Regions from separate parts of the Sus scrofa genome. Here region 1 is linked to region 2. The links are chromatin contacts, called in public promoter capture Hi-C maps. All regions are on one chromosome and are shown on one strand. Each heading gives the region's core, a stretch centred on a gene start, on an enhancer-like site or on the middle of the called end of the contact. The rest is flanking DNA. Distances are from core to core; before and after follow the strand shown. Region 1 holds the start of STK11IP (serine/threonine-protein kinase 11-interacting protein). Region 2 holds the start of DES (desmin).

Evidence for each region. Promoter capture Hi-C pulls out the DNA fragments that hold promoters and counts their contacts.
Region 1: a contact with region 2 is called in a promoter capture Hi-C map of fetal liver, with 2.4 times the contacts expected there. The contact joins the promoter of STK11IP here to the promoter of DES in region 2. A contact is called at or near these places in 1 of 5 promoter capture datasets (fetal liver) and 1 of 2 datasets of contacts at active chromatin or transcription factors (skeletal muscle).

Annotation. Positions count from the first base shown.
Region 1 is chr15:121,598,343-121,605,833 of Sscrofa11.1, reverse strand. It overlaps STK11IP (serine/threonine-protein kinase 11-interacting protein), which reads right to left and starts at 1,759. Exons shown (of 25, transcript XM_021075204.1): 1 at 1,641-1,759; 2 at 1,387-1,472. The coding sequence starts at 1,447.
Region 2 is chr15:121,423,331-121,430,214 of Sscrofa11.1, reverse strand. DES (desmin) reads right to left here and starts at 1,613. Exons shown (of 9, transcript NM_001001535.1): 1 at 992-1,613; 2 at 45-105. The coding sequence starts at 1,572.

The DNA.
Region 1 (7,491 bases), core at 510-3,009, 180 kb before region 2:
ATTAACTGCCCCTTAAAAAGTACAACTACAAGGGAGACATGGAGAATCTCTTTTAAGTTTTTTGAAAATATAAAGAAAGACTAGAAGAGTTTTGCAGAGGTAGTATAAAAAGATCCCCCAAACCTTTAAAATGTAACCCTTAATGGTTTACATTTTATATGGAGTACCATATCCAAACCAGGAAGTTGGCATTGGTACAATGTGCATATATAGTTCTATGACATTTTGCTATGTGTAGACTCCGGTAACCACCACCACTATCAGGATAAAACCATTCCATCACCACAATACCCTCCCTTCTGCTACCTCTATTAATTGCATGTGTACACTGTGCGTGCACACACACACGCCATCATCCCTAACTCCTGGAACCAAGTCAGATATTTGCTCCATAAATTATCAAATCCTACAACCTTGTACGAAGGATTTTCTATGTACTAGACACTAAGGATAGATATAGACATGGTTCAAGGACTCCCCCCAGCCCTCAAAGAGCCTCCCAGTCTAGAAGAGGAGATAAGACAAGTGCAAGGTTAATACAACAAGCCAGAAAGTAAAAATGGAGTAGAGAGTGAGAGAGGGCAGTAACATTGAGTAAGATGTGCCAGGTATATGTTATTTCATTTAAACTTTATGAGAATCTTCTAAAAACCACTGTAACACCTCCTTACAAATATGGAAATTGGCACTCAGAGAAGTTAAGATTCTAGTTTGAGATCATAGAGCTGCTAGGAAGTTACTACTTCCATCTGATGTTAAAGCCAGGACTTGGTCTACCACAACGAATGCCAACCACTACTCAACAACTACTATGGCTCCACTGCGTCCGGGCTCCAAAAGAAATTATAGTAATTACGACCCATTTTGAGCACTTACTATATATGCAATCATTGTTCTACATGCTTTATGCAAATCGAAATTAATCTCCATAGCAACCTTTGAGTTAAGTACAATCATGCCATTTTGCTAGTGAGGAAAACTGAGGCTCAGAAAACAAAGTTGTTCAAGTTTGAAAGAGCTGGGATTCCGACCCAGGTGGGTCTGATTTCAAATCTCGTGCTTTTTGACTGAACAATGATGATGACCAGTTCTTGGTCTCGAGGGGCTTATAGCCACGTAAGGATCACTTCCTTCTGAGAGTATCAGAGAACTCATGAAGGAAGTGCACAAGAGTTTGGCCCTGAAGGATGGCTAAGGTTTAGACTGTGAAAGATAAAGGACAACAGGGCAAATAAATCGCAGAGGAGTAAAGAAATGAATTCTCTGACACCCAAATGTTCGCGAACCTAACCAGAATGAACTCCAGCACTCTTCAAAGGGCACGTCCCTGGGAGGTAAAAAGCATCCCATCTCGCCCCAGTCCCAACCAACCGGAAGTCCACTCACCAGACTCTCTCAGCAGCCCCGCGAGCTTCCACACCAGGGAGTCCCGCGGGGCGGTCGTCATGGCCACAGGACGCTGGGGGCGGAGCCTGGGGAAAGAGGAAGCGGAAGAGCTTCAGGTGCATGGTCGTGCCAAAAGGCCAGGACGTCTGGGCAAGCCGGAGCTTCGCAGAGAGAAAAAAGCAAAAAAGAGAGCGATAAAGAACTTATCCCTGGTGCCCTTGCAAGGAATATAAGGCCTGCTCGGCCAGACTGACCTTCCTGGGTGATCCTCCCACCACCTCTGCAGCCCGGCGCCTATCAATAATGGACAGGAAGTCCCGCCCCGGAAGATGGGCGCTCCGAAGGGACGGACGGAAAGCAGGCCTCCGCTGCCGGAAACTGCGCCCTAAAGTCGTGCGAACGTGTCGGATGGGGGCGGTGCCCGCTGGTGGGGGCGGGGGCGGGTCTTCTGCGGTCACAGCTGTTCCAGCCCGACCCCATCCCGGAGCTGGGCCCCCGCCGCCCCCGCCACGTTGTGGGCCCCGCATTGCCTGAGACTCCCGCTGGGCTCGGCCGGGGGCCCATCTAGGCCTGTGAGGGAAACTTGACTCGTTGTTTGCAGACTAGGCGGGGAAGCAGAGTTTGGAGAAGAGGAAATTTCTGCTAATAAGAAAGGGGCTCGTCCAAAGCGAACACCGTTTTCCAATTACAGGAGAGCGTATCCGCCATAGGAGTTTTTTGACATCTGTGAAAGAGTTGGGGCTGGCGGAGGTGCCTCTTCCAGGGTTCTTTTGACGGTTTTTCCTTAATCTCCCTCCAGACCTGCTTTTCCTTCTTCTGTCAGTATCGCGCTCTCACTTTAGCGACTGGAAACTCTTCACGTTCACCTTGTACTTTGTTTTTACTGCATTTCGCCTCCTAACACCTGAATCTAAAAGTTGTTACTATTTTGGGCTTGAAAATGAGAAAACAGATTCACAAAGCCTGGGTTACTTGCGAAGGTCGTTCAATAAGTAACAAAAAGCGCCAAGACTGCAAAGTTTCCTGGCTCCAGGTTCCCATTGTAGCTTTCACCTGGCTCCAGGTCAAAGGCCAGTGTTGACTACAGAACTAGATTAAGTAAAAAATAATGTCTCATAACAGTTTTTGGCTTGCGGGAGTTGTTTGTTTGGTTTGTTTTAACGTAGTGCTCAATTTTCTGACTTATTTTCAAAGTAATCGTAAGGCAGTTGAGAGTAGGAATAAGGTCATAGTCATCTTCGTACCAAGTTGCAAACTTTGAAGGATTTATTTTCTGAAGACAAGATATTTGAAATGGCAGTTTCTACCACTAAAGCATAAGATTTGGCAGGTATAGCATTCTATGTGTACTCTGAGCCAAAAGCCTAAAAGGCAGTGAAATGGACTAAAAGGAAGCACATGGTGAACAGTATTTATGAATTGAAAATAGAAGTAGGACCTCAATATATTTTTGTTGAATTATTAATCCCATAAGGGTGATGATGGTCAGTCCCTGTTTTATCAGTCACCTGGAACTTGGGAGGGCAGATTTTCTTACACTGTTACTGCTAATTCTAAACTTTTCACACAAGAAGAGACATTCTTTTGAGGTTTCTGACATTGCAGTGCTTTGATTAGTTTCAAGGGTGCCTCCTAGCCCATAGAGTTTGGCACCATTCATGGATAACCCCTGTACCCAGATTTGTTCTGCAGCCCCTTGAATGCAAAAAAGGGACAAAGCAAAGAAAACTAAGAAAACATCTACTGAGAGAAGCAGCAGCAAGAGACTAAGCAGTTCTTTTTTCCAGCCCTCTGTGAGGCCCACTCCCCTTTCTGCCCTTGGCGGGCAGGAGAGGCCTTGGCTACCTTCCAAAGAATTCTCCCCACCCCTCCCCCTTTTTTCCCTAAGTTGGTTTGAGTGTATTTCTGTAAAGCGCTACCCTAAGACCCTGGACTAAGATAAAACCTTTTCAAAAATTTAAAGTCTGAAAGGGGGGAGGGGGAATTACCCATTCACTATAACAGAATAAAAGAGAGAACATTTTGAGAAACAGGCCATATCTATATGAAGAAAACCAGAGCATTTTAAGGATGTTGGAAATGTCCTAAGTGAATGAAAAGATAACATGTTCCTGATGAGAAGATTCAGTATTATAATGATGTCAGTTTAATGCAATTTCCATCAAAATCTCAATGGGAAGATTTTGGAACTTGACAAGTTGATTCTAAAAAGCCTTCTGGAAGACTAAACACATGAGCACGGCCAAGAAATTTTGAGGGAAAGAAGAACAAGAGGTGGTTACAAGGGCCTTGCCCTACTAGATAGCAAAATGTGCTATAAAGACACAGTAACCAGAGCAGCATGATACTGACAAAGAGATAGATGAATATGACAGAAACAACAGAGATTACATAGGAGGTGTTTTGTTTTTACTATCCAAAATAGAATTGACCTTAATTTTATAAAAAAACGAGTTGTTCAATAGTTTGGGGACAAAAAAAAACAACAATAACTAAGGTCCTTCCCTTACACCATGCGCATTAAATTCCAGGATTAAAGAGCTAAACGTTGTTTTAAAAGTTAAATCTAAGGACTCTTCGAAGTTCAAATTTACTTCTTAAAGAATTATTATCTTTATTAAAAAGACATACATAAATTCCCGTTGTGGCTCAGCGGGTTAAGAACCCTACGTAATGTCTGTGAGGATTCGGGTTTGATACCTTGCCTCCCTCAGTGGGTTAAGTATCCAGCTGGTTAAGTATCCAGCCCTATCTGTGACGTATGCTGTGGCATACGTATGCTGTGGCAGATGTGGCTGGGATGTTGTGGCCTAGGCTGGCAGCTGCTGCTCTGATTCAACCCCTAACCCAGGAACTTCCGTATGCCACAGGTATGGCCGTTGAAAAAACAAAACAAAAAACATACAATCTCTTTGCAAAAAAAAATTGTCTGTAGAAAGTAATATAATATGTAGGGCCTGCTACTGCATAATTTCATATTACCATGAATGAAATTGTGTTTCTCAAAGAAAAGCATGATATTATGCTCTTAATTTATGCTCTTCTGAGTTTATTCCCCAAGAATAACACTCTGCATAAAATCAGAAGTGTGCCTCAGGCTTCACCTTCATGTTATTATTTGAGGAGAAAAGTGAATTGTAAGTGGCTGCCGGTAGCTTCCCTGGCACCCCTAAGTTCCCTGGGGAGCATCTGCAAAATGCTTGTTACCAAAGAAATTTCAGGAGTTCCCATCATGGCTCAGCGGTAACGAACCCAACTAGTATCCATGAGGACTCGGGTTCAATCCTTGGCCTTGCTCAGTGGGTTAAGGATCCAGCATTGCTGTGAGCTGTGGTATAGGTCACAGATGTGGCTCTGATCTGTTGCTATGGCTGTGGTGTAGGCCAGCAGCTACAGCTGTAGATAGACCCCTAGCCTGGGAACTTCCATATGCCTTGGATGCGGCCCTAAAAAGACCAAAAGAAAGAAAATTCACACTTGAAGTTGCATTGTGGGAAGGGAAGGTGAAGTTGGATGATTGACTTGTTTCATCAACTTGGTATCTCCATGTACCTGGGAAGGTAGGGGGCGGGGGTGGGGGGAGGAGGAAAAGGGAAGAAGAGGTGCATATATTACCTCCAAAAGTGGGCTTTATTAAAAGAGTAGGTACTAAAGAAGACTATGTGCCTGGCACCCATAGCCCCAGGGTTGAATGGTCAGAGAGCGTTCTTTCTATGTAACCACACATCATGTTTCTTGGCTCTGCTGCCCAGATCAAGCCACAAACAACTGGCCCAGGAATTGACCGAGTTACCCAAATCAAACATATGGGACCAGTCAGCAGCATTGGTGATCTGGCATGAGAACTCTGTGTTGGGTGGAGACCAAGCAAGCCCATCCAGCCTGACTCCAGGACAGACTGAGTGTGTGGCACACAGAGGGAAAGCCATAGAGGCAGAAGCCAAGTTCAGTGTGAAATCAAAGAAGCCAGGGCCTGGGAATGGCTGGCTGAAAAGCCACAAAATAACAGTATTTCAGTGACCAAGCAGCAGCTGTTGTCACCTAGCCCAAGAGGAATTTGCAGTTCTGCACAAAATACAGTGAGCAGCTTTAGAGTAAACGGGAAGTCATCCAAGGGTGCATTTAATTCTTTTCATTATCTGTCCTGGAAACCTATGGAATCATCTGAGGAGGGGGTTAGAAGGGATATAAGAAAGATCGACCTTGGGCTTAATTCAGGACATAGAAATGATACAATGAGATGAAAGCTACATTCCCTGTTCAGACTGGTGGGGAAACGGCAAAAGCGTGATAGGAAATGTGAGCAAAGGCAGCTATGGTGAAGAGAAGAAAGCAGGCAGAATCTTGGAGAGGAAGAAAAAGTCACTGTTTCAGCCATAACACATGGAAGGCCTGTTGGCAAAGTCAAGCACATATGTGACAACTGTCTTCCATCTCAATCCTGCCTACACACAGGGCTGGAGAGAGGAGAGATCTGGTCCACAGCAAGGAACGAAGCTGCAAGTAGAATAGCAATAAAACCTGCAAAGTGAAAAGACAAGTGCGATCAGAGGCCTTAGGGTCTCCAGGACCAGGGGAAGGAAAGGCAGAGGCTGCCTTGGAATCTCAGAGCCTCTATAGAACCTCAAAATTACAGCAACCTGTCAGTCTTTCATTCGTTCAACAAATATTTACTGAGCCTTGAATATGTGCCAGATCCTATGCTGGATTCCGAGTGACTACAGGCAACAACAGTATGGCTCTTGTTCTCAAGAAACTGGCAGGGTGGTGGAAGAGAGACACCAGCAGTTACATCACAACATTGTATTTGCTTCCTATGGCTGCTGTAACAAATGACACCAAACCTAATTGCTTAAAACAACACACATTTATTATCTTATAATTCTGAAGGTCAGAAGTCCAAAATGGATCCCACTGGGCTAAAATTAAGGTGTCAGCAGGGTTTTGTTCCCTTCTGGGGGCTCCAGGGGAGAAACAGTTTCTTGTGTTTTCCAGCTTCCAGAGGCTGCCTGCTTCTCTGGCTCATGACCCTTTCCATCTGCACAGCCAGCAATGACTGATGAGTCTTTCTCTCATTGCTTTACTCTGACACTGACTCTTCTGCCTCCGTCTTCCACATTTAAAGACCCTTGTGGTTATACTGGGCCCACCTGGATAACCCAAGATAATCTTCCTAATCTCAGGTCAGGTGATTAACAACTTTAATTCCATTTGCAATTTTTTTTTTTTTTTTTTTTTTGCTTTTTCTTTTTAGAGCTGTATCCGTGGCATACAGAGGTTCCCAGGCTAGGGGTCGAATCGGAGCTATAGCTGCCGGCCTACACCACAGCAACAGCAACACAGGATCCAAGCCATGTCTGCAACCTACACCACAGCTCACAGCATCGCCAGATCCTTAACCCATTGAGTGAGGCCAGGGATCAAACCCACATCCTGGAGTCCCATCGTGGCGTGGCAAAAAACAAATCTGACTAGGAACCATGAGGTCACGGGTTCCATCCCTGGCCTTGCTCAGTGGGTTAACCATCTGGCGTTGCCATGAGCTGTGGTGTAGATCGCAGATGCGGCTCGGATCTGGCATTGCTGTGCTCTGGCATAGGCCAGCAGCAACAGCTCTGATTAGACCCCTAGCCTGGGAACCTCCATATGCCACGGGTGTGGCCCTAAAAAGACAAAAAGATGAAAAAACAAAACAAAACCAAAAAACCCACATCCTCATGGATACTAGTTGGGTTCAGTTACCACTGAGCCACGATGGGGAACTCCACATCTGCAACCTTAATTCTCCCTCGCCATGTAGCGTGACATTTTTTAATTGAATAAATTTGACAGATGACAATTGTGTGAATTTAGAGTGTACATGTAACATTTGCACAGGCTCTGGGGATTAGGACGTAGTTATCTTTGGAGGAAGGGGTGTTTATGCTGCCTGTCACGAATATGATGCATATTACGGTAAAGACAGTGCTGTTGGAGATGGTTCCCGTCCCAAACTGCAAACTGAATACAAGCTGCAGATTCTCCCTCTCATCGTGAATGGTTAGAAAGAACAGGAATGATATACAAGTAAGTCAATAAATTCATAATCATCCTGGACAACAAGGA
Region 2 (6,884 bases), core at 364-2,863:
GGGACAGAAGGAGCAAGGCTTCTGGGGGACCAAAGAGGACTCACCGCTCGGAAGGCAGCCAAATTGTTCTCGGCTTCTTCTTTCAGCTGAATTTCCTCTTGCAGCCTGGCCGAGACAGACAGAAGGACAGACGGTAGGGACAAAAGTGGCAATGAAGAAGACTGTCTGGGGGCTGCCCAGAGAATGGGCTTAGCACAGAGGAGGCATGGCTGCTGGGTAGAGGCAGGAGGCCCTGCCCACACAGGGAGGGGACAGGAAGTGGCCCAATCGCTGCCTTGGAGCCACACCCTGGAAGCCTCTGTCCCCACCAGACTGTGACCTCCCTGGGATTAAGAACTGTGTCTATTTTATCCACCTCTGTGTTCCCAGGCCCCAGCCCCAGCCTGACCCATGTAGGTGCTCACTTAACATTTGTGACCTGGGTGGAAGGACAGGGACTCTGTTCTCTTGGGCCACCAAAAGCAGGACCCATGAGTCCTTGCTCTATACTTGCTGCCTTTATGTACTGGGAGCCTGGTGGAGCCCACCATTTAGTCCTCCCAAGCTTGCTGAGAGCTGCACCCCCCAGGCACTCTCCCCCTTCCTCTAGCTTATCCGGTCCCCCTGTACAGCCTCAGCCAGGCCCAGGGGCCAAGATCCCCTCTCCACCCCCAGCCCCAGGGCCTCATCACAGATGGGCTGAGAGTCTCTCTCTGACTGCACTTGGGCCTCCTCTCTCCACCTACATACCTGACTCCCAGCAACATCACCCCAGCATCTTAAGATGCTTTTTAAAAGGCACCTGGTCCTCCCAGGTCTCGCCTTTCCTCCTCATGATGTCTGCAAGAAGATTCCTCCTCTGCAGACTGCGAGCAAAGGGAAAGGCCAGGCGTCCCTCCCCTTCGGGGAACACAGCAACAACCCTCCTCTCCCTGGGTGCTGACAACTGGATCCAGTCCTAGGCCTAGCCTCCCACGCCCCAGCCCATGGAGAGGGGGTTTCGGGTCCTCACTTGGCCTTGAGCCGCTGCAGGTCGTCCAGCAGGTTGTCCCGCTCGACGTCGACGCGGGCGCGCTGGTTGGTGAGCACCTCCACCTGGCGCCGCAGCTCGCGCAGCTCCTCCTCGTAGATCTCGGCCACCCGGGTCGGCTCGCGGCCCTTGAGCCGGTTCACCTCGGCGGCGAGCGCCGCGTTCTGCTGCTCCAGGAAGCGCACCTTCTCGATGTAGTTGGCAAAGCGATCATTGAGCTCCTGCAACTCCACTTTCTCGTTGGTGCGCGTGGTCAGGAACTCCTGGTTGACGGCGTCTGCCAGCGAGAAGTCCAGCAGCTCGCCCGCGCCGTAGGATGAGGAGGGCACGCGGGTGGCCCCCAGCCGGCTGGCCCGCAGCGGCCCCAGGCCCCCGGCCCCGCCCGACGTGCGCGACACCTGGTACACTCGGGAGGTCACCGAGCTCGAGGAGCCCTTGGTGCCGAAGCCCGCGCGCGGGAACACGGGCGAGCTCAGCGGCGAGCCGAGCGGGAAGCTCGGGGCCCCGCCGAAGGTGCGGCGGTAAGAGGACACGCGCTGGCTGGACGAGTAGGCCTGGCTCATGGTGGCGGCGCGGGCTTGGCTGGGCGGCGCGGAGGAGGAGGCGGCGGCGGCGGCGGGCGGCCGGCTGGAGAGTAGATGCGGCGAGGGGAGACAGGGCCCCCAGCCGACGGCACTATTTGTATCCCTCCTGACATCAGCCCCCGCCGCCCCTCCCCTGACAGCTGCAGGATCCCGCTGTCCTGCCAGGAAAGGGCGGCCTCTGGCGTGGGGGCGGGGAGGCCAGCTCCCCCGCAAGAGGCCTGTGCCCCCTCGGCCGGCGGGTAGGGGGGCCCCTGAAGGGTGTGGGAGAGAACGATGGACCTAGAAGGGCAGAAGATGGGCAGGCCAGCCAAGCGCTTGGCCAGGGCTCAAGCACGTCTGGCACCCCAAGGGGGGCCCCCTCTCAGCCTTTGGGGTGCCGGCTTCCTCCTGGGGGTGATCGGGGAGAGGCTAATGTTTACTTACAGGGACTCGTTTTTGCTCCCAGGAGAGATTTTGGGTCATGTCGAGCAAGGCCTGTTTCTAAAGAAAGGCTCCAAATCACCCGTTTTTTCTCAAGATTCTCTGAATGTGGCAAGCACTTAGGAGGGCTCAGGCAAAGACCAGGAGTCCAGAAGCCAGGCTGAGAGGAGGAGGGTCTCTGGACAGGTGGAAAGGCTGGGAGGGCTTCCCGGGGACAAGGAGCAATGGGAGCCAGACCTGCCTGCTGGGTTATGTCTGCTAGCACTGGGGTGCCAGCTTCCTTCCAGCCTCAGTTTCCCTCTGGGCTTGGGCCTCAAGCTTATAAACAACAGTGATTTCCAGAAAGGGGCTAGAAGGCTCTCAGTTTCCAATGATGACAATTATAACTGTATACTCTCACCCCCATGCCACTAACTTTGCCTGGCTTCCTCCCCTCGAGCCCACCTCCCGCCTCTGATTCATGCCCCTCCTCACACCACCCACACCCGCACCCACCGAGGGGTTTGTGTTTTGTCAGGAGCCTCATGTCAACCCAGCCATCTCCCTGGCAGCAACAGCTGCCAACCCGAAATACCAGAGCTGGTATTTATAGAGGAGAATGCATCAGGCCGGGAAAAAAAGCGCACCGGAGAGGCGCTCTGGGGGTGGGGGCCGGGTACCTGAGTGTCAGATGGTGGAGGAAGGCTGGGGTGATGAGCCCCAGTTGCTTTGCACCCCCATAATGCTCCATGCCCCCAGCAGCAATGGAGCCCCAGAAGGGCTGACCAGTCTTCCACAGGCTCCTTAGGACAAGGTGCTGGCTGACCCTAAGGACATTCCCACTTCTCCACGAATCCTGGCTGTCTCTGGACACCTCCACCTGGCACTCTGCAGGCCTCTCTTGGGCCTGACCCTTTTGGAATGCAAAGCTTGGAAATTGAGGGCTGCTCTTGCACGCTAGCTCTGCCATCACCAGCAGACATACTACAAGCAGGCAAGTCCTCCTCTTCTGTGTCCTCGACTATAAAGTGCGACTGGTCAGCCAGGTCATGTCTCCCCAAGAGGGGCTTGGTGAGGCTCAGGTAACAATATGCAAATAATAATTCCTTCCCACTGTGGGCCACTGGGCTGAGCACTCCCCACCCATGAGCCCCAGTTCTCCCACAACCCTTTGAGGTGGGAACTGGTTCCATGCTCCCCTTTGTTCGCTCAGGAAGCTGAGGCAGTCCGACTCCAGAGCCTGTGCTTTGCCCCCAGGGTGGGTGTGAAGGTGCCAGGTGAATTGCAAAGGGCTTTGTCAAAGCTGCTGTCTTTGCAAAACCCTTTCACATTCAGTTTCTAATTTTTATCCAAGAGACAAGCTTATGAGGTGGGTGGGGAGTTCCAGATATTCTTATCCAGGCTTCGAGTCAGTGCAAGCTGTTGTGTTCTGGTTATTTTAGTGTCTCGCCTCCCAAACTAGATGGTAGGCTCCTGGAGAATTTGGGGGACCATGTGGATCCTTAGCACATCCCAGGCAGCCCTGTCCTTGTTTTAGTTCAATGTAGCCTGCAAGCTTCCTTTCTCACCCCCTTCTTTTGTTAACAAATGCTACACACACACACACACACATACACACCCACGAGTGGACAGGTGACTCAGCTCGCGCAGCCAGTCTTATAACTGCATCCCTGTGACTGCAGTGATTGGCTCAAGGAGTGGGCCTGGACCTGAGCAGGGCCAATCAGAGACCTACCCTGGAATTTATAGATGGAACTGGGATTACTAAACTGGAGCCTGTGGCAACCATGTTTCCTGCCCGCTAGGGAGGTCTTTCAGGTGGAGGAAGAGAGGTTGGTATACCGGGGGAAGCAGAGACACCCACAGAGGAGAGAATGAGGGGCCGGAAGTTCTAAATCCCATCCCCGGGGCCTTGGTTCTACAGCTCTTCTCTCAATTTTGTGAGCTCCCCCAGTGTCCTTCCTGGCTTGGGGGCCAAGAAAGTTTTCTTTCTTTTTCTTCCTTCCTTTTTTTTTTTTTTTTTTTTTTTTTTTTTTTTTTAACTTAAACTCTTGGTATTGGCTACTGTCACTTATAACCAAAACAATCCTGACTAATCTACTGTAGGAGACTGTGCACCCATTTCCACAACACGAGAGAGGACAGAACATTTTGGGGACACTTCTCTGTGAAAAGTCCCCAGAAAATTGCCCAGGACCAGCCTGAGATCTCAGTTCCTTGGTGAAATGAGGCAGAAAACAAATAAATAATTTATGCCATCTATTCTCTAGTCAAAATCAACATCTACCAGACCTGGCTCTGAACCACTTGGAGCTGTTTCCAAATTTTGGTTCCACCCCTGAGGATTTGCTACCATGGAGGGCAGCAAAACAACACTCTGAGGCTTGGAAAGCAGGTGACAGAGGAGCATTCCAAAGCATGTTTTAAGCAGGCAACACCACTGGAGTAAGAGTTTAGACTTCCCTGGGGACTACTGAGAACTGGACATGCTAAAAATAATAATAATGTATCTGGATAGGTATTATACTTGGCACAAAATTCCAGAGGTCCCACTCTGTGGGTTGCCTTTTCATTCTGTTGATAGTATCCTTAGATGCACAAAAGGTTTTAATTTTGATGAACTCCAGTTTACCTATGTATTGTTTCATTGCCTGTGCTTTTGGTGACATATCCAAGAAATCACTGTCAAATCCAGTGTGAAGAATGTTATCCCCTGTGTTCTCTTCTAAGAATTTTTCAGTTTTATGTCTTTGATCCATTATGAGTTAATTTTCATATGTGGTGTAAGGTCAGCATCCAACTTCATTCTTTTACGTATGAATATTTAGTTTTCCCAGAACTATTTGCTGAAGGCTGTCCTTTCCAGCTTGTCGAAAACCATTTATCCATATAAATGAAAATTTATTTGTGGGCTGTCTATTCTATTCCATCTACATATGTATCTGTCTTCATGCCAATACCACGCTGTTTTGATTACTGTAGCTTTGTAGTAAGTTTCGAGGCCCTCCAACTTTGTTCTTTTTCAAGATGTTTTGGCTATGCAGGGTCCCTTGAGATTCCATATGAATTTTAGATAGAATGAATTTTTCTATATCTTAGAAAAATTGTTGGGATTTTGATAGGCACTGCATTGAACCTACAGATCACTTCAGGAAGTATTGACAGCTTAACAATATCAAGTCTTCCAATCAATGAACACTGGATGTCTTTCAATTTGAGTCTAATTTATTTCAGCAATATTTTGTAGTTTTCAATGTATAAATCATGTCTCCTTGGTTATTGTTTATTCCTAAGTATCTTACTCTTTTTTTTTTGTTTGTTTGTTTTGCCTTTTCTGGGGCCACTCCCACGGAATATGGAGGTTCCGAGGCTAGGGGTCTAACCGGAGCTATAGCCGCCAGCCTACGCCAGAGCCACAGCAACTCGGGATCCGAGCTGCATCTGCAACCTACACCACAACTCACGGCAACGCCGGATCCTTAACCCACTGAGCAAGGCCAGGGATCAAACCTGCAACCTCATGGTTCCTAGTCTGATTCGTTAACCACTGAGCCACGATGGGAACTCCCTAAGTATCTTACTCTTGTAGATGCTCTTGTAAGTGAAGTGGATTGTGAGGGCTTTTCTCTTTTTTCTGTTACTGCAGTATCTTACACTGATTGATTTTCATATGTTGAACTATCCTTGCATTCCAGGAATAAATCCCACATCATCATGTGTATAATCCTTTTAATATGCTGTTGAATTTGGTTTACTAGTATTTTGTTGAGAATTTTAATATTAATATTTATAAGGACTATAGATCTGTAATTTTCTTGTATATCTTCGGCTTTGATATCAGGCTAATGCTGGGCTTGTAGAAATATTTAAGAAATATTCCTTCCTTTTCAGATTTTAAGAAGAATTTGAGAAGGGTTTGTGTTAATTCTGAAATGTTTGGTAGATTCACCAACAAAGCTATCTTGTCCTCTTGTCCTGCTCTCTTCTTCATTGGGAGGTTCCGAGTCATTCTTTTTTTTTTTTTTTGCTTTTCAGGGCCACACCCATGGCATATGGAGGTTCCCAGGCTAGGGGTCTAATCGGAGCTGTAGCCTCCAGCCTATGCCAGAGCCACAGCAACTCAGGATCCAAGCCTACACCACAGCTCACGCAATGCCGGATTCTTAACCCATTGAGCAAGGCCGGGGATCAAACCAGCAACCTCATGGTTCCTAGTCAGATTCATTAACCACTGAGCCACGGTGGGAACTCCTTTTTTTTTTTTTTTTTGCCATGAGTCATTCTTCTTAATATCCTCATTTATATTTCACTGTGTGGATTTACCATAGTTTATTTGGCCAATTTATTTATTTATTTATTTATTTTTATTTTTATTTTTATTTTTGTCTTCTTAGCTATTTCTTGGGCCGCTCCCACAGCATATGGAGGTTCCCAGGCTAGGGGTCGAATCGGAGCTGTAGCCACTGGCCTACGCCAGAGCCACAGCAACGCGGGATCCGAGCCACTTCTGCAACCTACACCACAGCTCACAGCAACGCCGGATGGTTAACCCACTGAGCAAGGGCAGGGACCGAACCCGCAACCTCATGGTTCCTAGTCGGATTCGTTAACCACTGCGCCACGACGGGAACTCCCAATTTTTAATTTATAGGCATTTGTATTTTACTATAACAAATGATGTTGCTATGAACATCCTTGGGACAAGCTTTTGAATATATAAATTTTAGTATAGTGGTTTTTTGTTTTTTTTGAAATAGCAGTCACATTGTTTTATGGCCACACTTCTCACTTGAGCTAATTGCCCTTGGAAATGGGAAAGTCTACCAAGACAGACTATTTAATTCAGTGTTTGTCAGAAAAGGGGGACAATTTATAAATTTGTATATGTGGTA